Linked DNA regions of Sus scrofa: all the other regions are linked to region 3. Evidence: chromatin contacts called from public HiChIP or PLAC-seq and promoter capture Hi-C data. All regions are on one chromosome and are shown on one strand. Each heading gives the region's core, a stretch centred on a gene start, on an enhancer-like site or on the middle of the called end of the contact. The rest is flanking DNA. Distances are from core to core; before and after follow the strand shown. Region 1 holds the start of EXOC4 (exocyst complex component 4). Region 2 holds the start of CHCHD3 (coiled-coil-helix-coiled-coil-helix domain containing 3). Region 3 holds the start of SLC35B4 (UDP-xylose and UDP-N-acetylglucosamine transporter).

Region 1 (2,999 bases), core at 52-2,551, 1.0 Mb before region 3:
AAAGCCACTAAAATTATCATCTCTAGTTGCTATATATGTTGTATCCTCATGGGGATGTTCCGTAACTTAATACTTCTATGTTTTAAAAATTTCAATATTTTTTTGTATCTCTCTTTAGTATCAAAGTCCCTTGCACCAGAATTATTGGGCTAAAGGCAAGGAACTTTTAAAAAAATGATGTTTCCAACTTATTTTAAAAAATCTATTAGCTTATATATGCCTAATCAAAGTAGTGGATTTGCTATGTGCTTGCTATTTTGCAACTCTAGGACCTCTGAGTTTGCTTTCTATTCATCTCTGAAGTTCTTTTCTCTCTGGTGCTACTAAGCAGACCACTACCTTCTCCTTCTCAATATTTATTTTTCTTCTTTCTCTTCTTGCCTTCACCCTTGGCATGGGGATGTTCCTGGGCCAGGAATTGAGCTCATGCCACAGCAGTGACAATGCCAGATCCTTATCCTGCAGAGTCACAAGGGAACTCCTTAGTTTTCATCTTGTTCCTCGATTTATGCACTTTCCATTCTTACTCTAATCTTTTTTTTTTTTTTTTGTGACTGTTGTTCATTTAATCTACTGAATTAATGAGTAAGCCAGTAGAGTCATATGCAGGGCATACGAAATCATCCCAGTAAAAATATTAATAAAACACAACTGTGCATCATTACCAACTATGCTTAATTTAGCTTGGGAAGAAGGGGAATCTGCAGTCTGATCACTTTTCCTTCTTGGTATTTTTGTCTTTTCTTTATCAACATTCATTTGTGTGTTCCTGCTTGCATATTTTTTAGGATTATCTGGAAATATAAAATAATTGAATTCACACATTAAACGAATGCACAAATATTTAGTTTTTTTAGAGAATTCTAAAGAAAAGCACTTCTGTGTCTATTCATTTTCCATTTTATTGCATTTTTTAAAACTTCTTTTGTTTAAAATAAAAACTTTGTATACAGACACCAAGCATAGACACTACTTGAATATACAACCTACATAAGCACTTTGGCTTCCTCAAATAAACTTGATGTAAAAACTCATAAAATTCTAAAAACAAGAATACTGGGACAAAACCCAGGATCAGAATAAATGTAAATGAAGACATTAGGAAACTTCACGACATCGCAGCTGGATTACTTTCCCTGTGAACCCAAGAACTACAGAAGGAAACTACAATTCCCAGAATGCTTAGAGAGCGCGTCGGGCTCTGAAACTTACTGCCTCAGTCCTGCCTTCTCCCTTCAGCGATTGGATTATCCAGTTCCGCGACTCTGGACTTCTCTCCTCCCATTGGTACACTGCCCAGAGACGTCAATTACAGAGTTTATGCTTGGTTCCTTCCAACCCACCCGCTCTCCCCCCGAGTACCAAGATGGCGGCAGAAGGAGCTGGTGGGAAATACAGAAGCACAGTCAGCAAAAGCAAAGACCCCTCGGGGCTGCTCATCTCTGTGATCAGGTGAGGGAGGCAGGAGACAGGGTCAGGGACTGGGGGCAGCGGCTCGATCTCCGCTTTGGCAGGGAGAAGGGTTAGCTGGGTTCCACTCTGCTGACCCCTCCTCTCCCTCCTTGCCTCCCCCCCGAGCCCCTTCCAAGGGCTCCCAGAGTTCCTCCTTTTCTCTGGGGTTGGGCTAGGGGGAGGAGCCCGGCTTTGCACTGTTTTCCTAATTTAGGGCCAGAGCTTTCCATTAGGGCCCACGCCCTAAAATCACGCTGTTTGGGGCTCGGTAGAGAAAGCCAGGTGTGTTCACTTTGTCATACATTTATTGACTGATCGCCTTCAGCGGCGCTCACTGTGGAAGGCGCCTCCGCTTTTCTGGGTGTCAGGCCCTGGCGTCCGGAGACTCCAGTCACGAGTTGCCAATTGTGTTCTCACGTGTTGGACACCTCCAACCACCTGTGAATGGCCACAGCCTCATACTAGAACGAGCCTGTAGTGAGCTGGTAGGAGGACTCTGGGTTTGAAGGCATGCATATCCGTGTTTGATTATTGTTCTGCCTTCTTATCCAAGTCTTTTCTTAAAAAACAAAACAAAGCAGATTTCAAGTTATCCTAAATATGCATAGCATTTTCCCAGACTATATGGTGGGGATAGGAGTGGTCGACCTTTTAAGGGCCCTTTATTCTGCAAGTGAAATAAATTAAGGATGGAGGGCCCTTTTAAACACCCGTAAGGATGATACAGGGAATAACTAAAACAACCTGAATAAAACGTATTGTGACACGTTTTTACGTTGTTGGCATTTGAATTTCAACTTACGTATTTTTCATAAAACATCCCTTCCCCCGAACCCCCAAAGCTTTGGTTGTGTTCCTGGAGGGCTCCTGGAGTGTCCTGATGATCTTTTTAAAACCCAGGCCCAACTGACTTGGTAGTTAATCAGCATTTGAATGAATGAACAGATCGAATAGAGCCCGCTGCTCAAGGACTAATAAAGATCCTTCTCATGGGTATTATTTGGAGGCCTTTAATTTAAGATTATGGCATATTACATCATTATTACTAAATTTTCTTTAGGATTAAGAGGATAATTCTTCTCTGTATGAAAACATTAATATACTTGGTGGGCCATACAGAGGAAATGCTATTCTCTTGTGGACCCACAGTTTTGCTGTGAGGATACCCAGGTATTGTAAATGTTTCTCACTATACAGAAACTCCAGCTAGAGTATTTGTAGTGTCCCGTTTTAATCTCTGTGGAAATATAATACATGAATTCATTTGGATCCTTTTTTGAATCTTTTTTTTTTTTTTTTTTTTTTTTTTTTTTGCTTTATAGTCAACATTTATTTAAACAGTATGCATTTAGTGTCAGTTTGTTGTATGGTGCCTGGCACTTATTTATGTAGTTAGTAAATATTTGTCGAATGACTGAGTGAATGCCCCCAGTTTTGTAAAGATGGATCTGACATGATGCTACCCTTGAGAATATGGTCTTTTCAAGGGATAAAATATGGAGCAATTGTGACATAAGACTAGAAGTGACAGATGTGCTGGGAATTTA
Region 2 (3,042 bases), core at 463-2,962, 1.2 Mb before region 3:
TCTGTGCTGTGGCCCATATCTCTTTTAGTTTGCTGTCATCACTGTGCCTGTACTAGAGCAATGAGAACATGGATTTCCACATTTTTCTAGTCAATGTCTTCTCACCCAAAATTTATTTTTCTTTTATCTTTTATTTCTTTTCCACCCTCTGGTGTGGAACTTTCAAAGCCTAAAAGCAAGATTAAACAAATCTCTGCACAAACCAAGAATTTACAGAAATGTTTATTTTACTCCAAAGAGTACCAACTAAACCACACAACACAAAGAATGCAGTCTCAGATATTCTACTACAAGCCATGGTACCACCCATCATCAATTAATATAAGAAAATGCTGGTCAAAGACCAAAAATTGAGTTCAAAAGCCTGAGTTTCTAGAAAAAACTTAAATTCTTCTCAAGTTAACAGTTCCAAAGTAAGAAGTTTTTTAACACCTTAAATATTTAAGAAGTTTTAATTCCTAGTAACCAATGCAAAAAATAATTTACTCATTTACTTATGCGAGATGTGTAATACCAGAGGGAAAAAAAAACAGAAAACAGTATAAAACTTCCTTAAGTCAAATTGCTTTATTTACAAGGCTCAGGTATCCTACTTCCAAAAATGTGACGCTCCCAATTCTGGCGCTGCGGAAGCCCGTGTTAATGAAGTTAGTGCTGGTATACTGACATCCTAGAGAAAAATCAAGTTTTCAGTTTATGGATCAGGCATACGCAAGGGCATTTAAAAATGTTCTCCAATGTCTCAGTGAGACCTGACTGTACTACTTCTAGTGGTATGGAAACTTGCAATCCTATCTCAAGTCCTATCGGGCTGGCGGACGCTACTCTTGAAGCAACTGGGCCCAGTCCAAAACTTAGGCATGGCAGGCTAACAGAGAAGGCGCCTGGGAAAGACAAGATGTCAAGTGCAAGGAGGGAGAAACCAGAATTCACCCAAGCCAGGGCAGAAAATCTAAGGTGTGTGTTAAGGGACTGAGTGCCGTCCCCCGTCAGTGGGAGTACTAAATGAGAGACAGCAGTTGAAGGGTTCATTAAAACGCCAATTCAACCACAGAGAAGTGATGTGGGCAATGCAAAAGCAGGGTGTGTGTCCTGAACCCAGGAGAAGTAAGACAAGCCCCATTTCACAGATGAGTACAGTAAGGCAGGGGTTCAAATAAAGTTCCACAACTACTAAGCAATACAGTCTAGACTGGACTCTGAGCCCCTGGAGGGTCTAGGTCAATCTAGCATCCCCCCAGCCGCTCCAGCACAGTGCCCAGCACTTGGCACACAACGAGGAAATATCTCTGAATGAATGTCCCAAGTCTTGAAAAACTTCAAACTTCTTCGCAAGCAACTCGGCTTCGGGCATGAAAAGACTAGGGATGCCAGACGGGGAAAACCAGGCTGAGCGGGACCCAAAGAAGGCAGAGGTAAGGGGTCCGAGTCCAAGGGCCGGCCCTCCGCCCGCCCACTGTCACTCACCCGGATGCCCTTCACCACGGTGATGTTCTCATTCTCGTCCGCCTCGAAGGTGACCCGACGAGTGCTAGCCGTCCCGCCCATAGCTTCTGCTTCTGCCCCCAGAGAGACCTAGCGCGGACCCACGAACTCTAAAGGTCCCACGCGCACACACGCGCGTGGACGCGCCCGGACTCTCGCCTTGCACAGCGGGAGCAAGGCCACGACCCCAAGAAGCAAGGAGAAGGCGCCGGTCCTGAGCTCCCGCCTCCTCCGGTCACGCGCCAAAACAAAAATGCCTCTTATTGGCCGAAAATACAAACGGCCCGCCTCTACTGGACAAGGACTCTCGGATTGGTTGGTGCAGACCCGGATGCTATGGCAACAGGTGGTGTTCGACAGATTTCCGGAGCCCCTGGCTATAGTGGGAATTGTAGTCTCCATCTGGCGCGATGGGTGCTGGGATTTTCTCGCCTTTATTCGGTGAGCGCCGTAAGAACATGGCTTTCTGGGAGTTGTGGTCTTGCCGCAGAAGAGACATCTAACTTAGCAACTTACAAGGAAGTTTAAGAAAGCACACTTTGAAGGTAGTATTCTAGGAGTTGAAAGATACAACCTCGTTCCTAAAGGAACTCACAGTTCCTTAAGGGAGGTGCACTCTCCTAATGCAACCATTCCTAGATCCCTGTGAACAAATCCCTGAGGCAAAGTGTAGTCTTTATTTTAGTTTTGCAAGTAACCACAGAACAAAACGCCGTTGTATTTGGCCTATAGCTTTATTTCGTGAGCTATGCATTTTTTTCTTTTTCGTAAAATAAAATTTTAAATACTATGGTTTTCAAATCTCCATGTGAGAAAGCAGAAAAAATTAATTATTTGCATGCAATGCATTCACTTTTCTGTGTCTCCTTCCACTTCGATTACATTAGCTTATATTAGACCGTAAGAGGAGGAGGTAGAGGAAAGTGATTGACAAATACAGCATTAATTAGTGGAGGAATTGAAACTACAACAAAGTTGAGGAGTTTTATTTCTAGGTCAGTATTTCACCTCTACAAGTTACATAAATAATGCTTAAATTATCTACATATGTATTTTCAAAATTTTATTGCTAAATACTCTCTGACATGTAAGTTTACCCATATGACCTTAGTCTTACAGAGGCATATGTACTCTCTTTAGGATTTACGTTAGCGATGATATTATCCTCAGAGAGTCCTTTTCAACATTAAAGGCAGCCAGCCACAAAACAGCATGGCAAAGGTATACACAAAAATGTATTAACATTTTTGAACTCCAATTATTTGCTGATTTTTTCCTGTAGAAATTTGTAGGGCACAGACTATGTCTTTTTCACCTCTAACTCTGGTCAGTGGCAGAGTATTGAATTTATTACTTCCCACTATTACTATTATTACTATTATTAATACTTAGTAATTACTATTATTAATACTTCCCACTGGGCCACGATGGAAACTCCTAACTGCAATTTTTATAACGTCAAGTTCAATCAAAACTCCTGGTCTTCCTGAAGCACAGCTGTGTCTTGTTTCCCAGGTTCTAGGGCATCTTACCAAGGAATCGTCCTATTCATGTGAG
Region 3 (2,978 bases), core at 131-2,630:
GTCCCTTTGAGGAAGTGTCAGAACCCTTCTTAATTTATTATAAGAAGTTACACCTCAAAATGAAAATTTTCTAATTCAGTATCTTAATGTTGGAAATGTTATCTCCGGTCAAATGGACCGAGCTTCCGCATAAATAAGAATTCGTTTTACCTCCTCCCTAAGGTATATTGGGCAAAGTATCCATAACCACCTGAGGCCAATTAAAGAAATGCTTTGCAGGCCACTTTAATACAACGGAAACTTTCTTTGGCGTGTGTACCAAATCAGACTTTTTAAGTCCAAGCTTTGCTCAAGTCTTAAGTGTAGCATTAACTGGAGGAACCTTGGAGTCTGCCACGAGCGCCCTGCCGACCTTGGAAGAAAAACACCCGGCTTCGATCCCCTGGAGTGTGAAAAAGGGGTGACGAAAGCAACAAGCCTAGAGTTCCCCTCGAGGTATGCTGTGAAACTATTGGGTGGGAAGAGCAGACGGTGCTCAGGCTGACTGCAGCCAACTCAGCGGTCTCACCCCAGCCTCCGCGCCCCCGGAGTTGGGGAGCGGCCGGGGGGACGGCGCGCGGAGGCGTCCCTCTTCCGGCTTCTTTAATGCGGTCACTCACCGGGCCAGGAGCTCTAGGAAGACCACGTTGCTGCAGCAGCCTGCGAAAACCAGGCCCACGGCGAAAGCCGGGTGCATGGCCGGGGCAGGGGAAAGAGAGCGAGCGCGCGGAGGAAGCAAGCGCGCGGAGAAAGCGCCCGCCTATACCGCTACCCTAGAAAGCCGGGATGCTGCCTCGCCACGGCACTGAACATCACCACCGTCCCAGAGTGCTGCTCTCCTCCGGGCCGCAGCGGTTCCCCCTCTCCCCGCTGCCGTCACTAACGCGGCCGACCAAGGAACTGTGGTTCGCAGCCTGCCGTAGACCCATTCATCCGAGGGGGCGTTCAAGTCCGGACCGGACTACACTTCCCAGGATGCCGCGCGCCCCTGCGTCAAACTGTGACGTACCCCGCCTGCGTCGGGCTGCTTCACCGGAGAGGAGAGAGGGGCAAGGTGTCCGTCATGCCTCGCGCAGTAGGAAGGCGCGGGGCTTTCTGGGAAGTGAAGTTGCAACGCTGTCACTGTTGTCTCTTCAGAGATCGCCAAGAACTCCGAAAGGGATTCGTACATCACTTTCACAATAAACTCGCAGCTGAAGGCATTAGAACTACAGGCCCGTGTTTGATTGATCCGTTGGAGGTGTTCTGGTATCTGAAAGATCTCCTGAGTTGGGAGAAAGTAGAAATGCCACAGAACTTCCTTTTGAAAAGAATATAGAACTCAGGAAGTTCTGGGATTGAATCTTGGCTCAGCCACTAATCAGCTGAGCAATCTCAGGCAACTGCTCTGAGCCTCCATCTCAGCATAGGTGAAGACGGAAACAGCAATGCCCCTCTTAACCTGGCTGTTGTGAGGATTAAAAACTATGGTCACCTGGAGATCTTGTTAAAATGCAGACTCTGATTCAGTAGACCTGCGGTGGGGCCTGAGGTTCTGCATGTCTAACAAGTTCCCAGGTGTGGAGATGCTACAGACTTGTCGACCACCCTTTGAAGAGCCTATAAAACGGTTAATTCTAGAGATTTTTTCTATCCCCCCCGCTTAGTGGCTCGGGGACTTTGTGCCAGCCAACCAGCCATCTAGGCTTTTTCCTTTAGTCTACAATCATGCTCAAATAAGTTAACTTGTCCTTCTCTTTCACTTTAACACTAGATATCTTTTAAAAGTAAGCTAGAGTCACAATCTCTGCTTTTTACTCTGATCAAAGCCAGATTATAGAAAGTGGTCTCATTTAGAGTCTCTATGATCTCAATTGTCAAAACCATATACCACAAGTTCACCTTATTTGATCTTGCAAAAGCTTTTGACAATGAAAGCCCCATCCTCTTGACAGTCTCTTGTCTATCCGCTTAGAAGACGCAAGTCTCCTGTTGCTCTTTCTACTTCTCTGACTTAACTTTTTCAGATTTCTTTTTGGGCTTTTCCTCTTCTGCCTACTGAAGTCTCCTTCCAAAGTTCTATCACTTGTCCCCTCCTACTGTTGTCCTGAACCCATTCTATTGATGACCTCATCTCTGTAACTTCATCCATCACTGTATGTAACTGTGATCTTACATGTATGTAGATGTACAGCTCCAGTCTCCTGTGTGCTTTGAATCAATGTGTCCAACTGCTTATTTGCCATTTTCACTAATATATCCTTGTAAATCCCTCAACATCCAGCATATACTGTTCATTTTCCCAAATAGGCCCTTATTTCTATTAAGGACATTATCCCCCACCTGTTCTCTTTGGGAAAAAAAACCTGAGAGATATTCACAGGGTTTTTTTCCTTCCCATTATACATTTATCACTACATCCTGTCCATTCTGCCTCACAAGTATCTCTATGAATCCAGCCTCCCCTCTCAGTTTCCATCCACGTCCTCTCATCCTCCTCACAAGTCCTCCTAGCATATCTTGGCACCTTCAGCCGCTGCCTTCTTCAACCCATTCTCCATGCTGTCTCCACAGTTTCCAAAAACAGACTCAAACTCTTCATGTCACCCTGCTATTCCAAGATGTCTGTTCCAATAATCTAGGACTGTGTGACATACAACCCCAAAACGTGATGATGCAAAATGTAATACAGAACAGAGAGATTTTTCCCTCTCTCTTTCTCTCTCCTTTCTCTGTCACACACAGTTCTGTTTGTTTACAATGTTCAACACACAGCTAGTCCATTCTCCACTGGGATTTTGGATACAGTTGTGGCCAGATGTCAGCTAAAGCTGGAGTCATCTGAAGCCTGACTGGGCTGATGAACGGCTCTCTCATCGTGGCCTCTCTTAGGCTGTGCTTCCTCACAATATTATAGACTCACAATAGCTAGACTTCTTACAGGGTGCCTAGCTCTCCTTAGAACAAGCATTCCAAGAAATCAAGGCAGAAGCTGTCGTGGCCTCAGGAGTCACACAGTG

Evidence for each region. Promoter capture Hi-C pulls out the DNA fragments that hold promoters and counts their contacts. HiChIP or PLAC-seq counts read pairs in DNA pulled down with a chosen protein or histone mark.
Region 1: an H3K27ac HiChIP or PLAC-seq map of alveolar macrophages shows a contact between it and region 3. The contact joins the promoter of EXOC4 here to the promoter of SLC35B4 in region 3. A contact is called at or near these places in 1 of 47 Hi-C or Micro-C datasets (heart right ventricle) and 1 of 2 datasets of contacts at active chromatin or transcription factors (alveolar macrophages).
Region 2: a promoter capture Hi-C map of liver shows a contact between it and region 3, with 12 times the contacts expected there. The contact joins the promoter of CHCHD3 here to the promoter of SLC35B4 in region 3. A contact is called at or near these places in 2 of 5 promoter capture datasets (fetal liver and liver) and 1 of 2 datasets of contacts at active chromatin or transcription factors (alveolar macrophages).

What each region holds. Positions count from the first base shown.
Region 1 is chr18:15,905,036-15,908,034 of Sscrofa11.1, reverse strand. It overlaps EXOC4 (exocyst complex component 4), which reads left to right and starts at 1,301. Exons shown (of 18, transcript XM_021078821.1): 1 at 1,301-1,452. The coding sequence starts at 1,367.
Region 2 is chr18:16,051,309-16,054,350 of Sscrofa11.1, reverse strand. It overlaps CHCHD3 (coiled-coil-helix-coiled-coil-helix domain containing 3), which reads right to left and starts at 1,712. Exons shown (of 8, transcript NM_001244176.1): 1 at 1,468-1,712. The coding sequence starts at 1,548.
Region 3 is chr18:14,878,724-14,881,701 of Sscrofa11.1, reverse strand. SLC35B4 (UDP-xylose and UDP-N-acetylglucosamine transporter) reads right to left here and starts at 1,380. Exons shown (of 10, transcript XM_013985613.2): 1 at 600-1,380. The coding sequence starts at 676.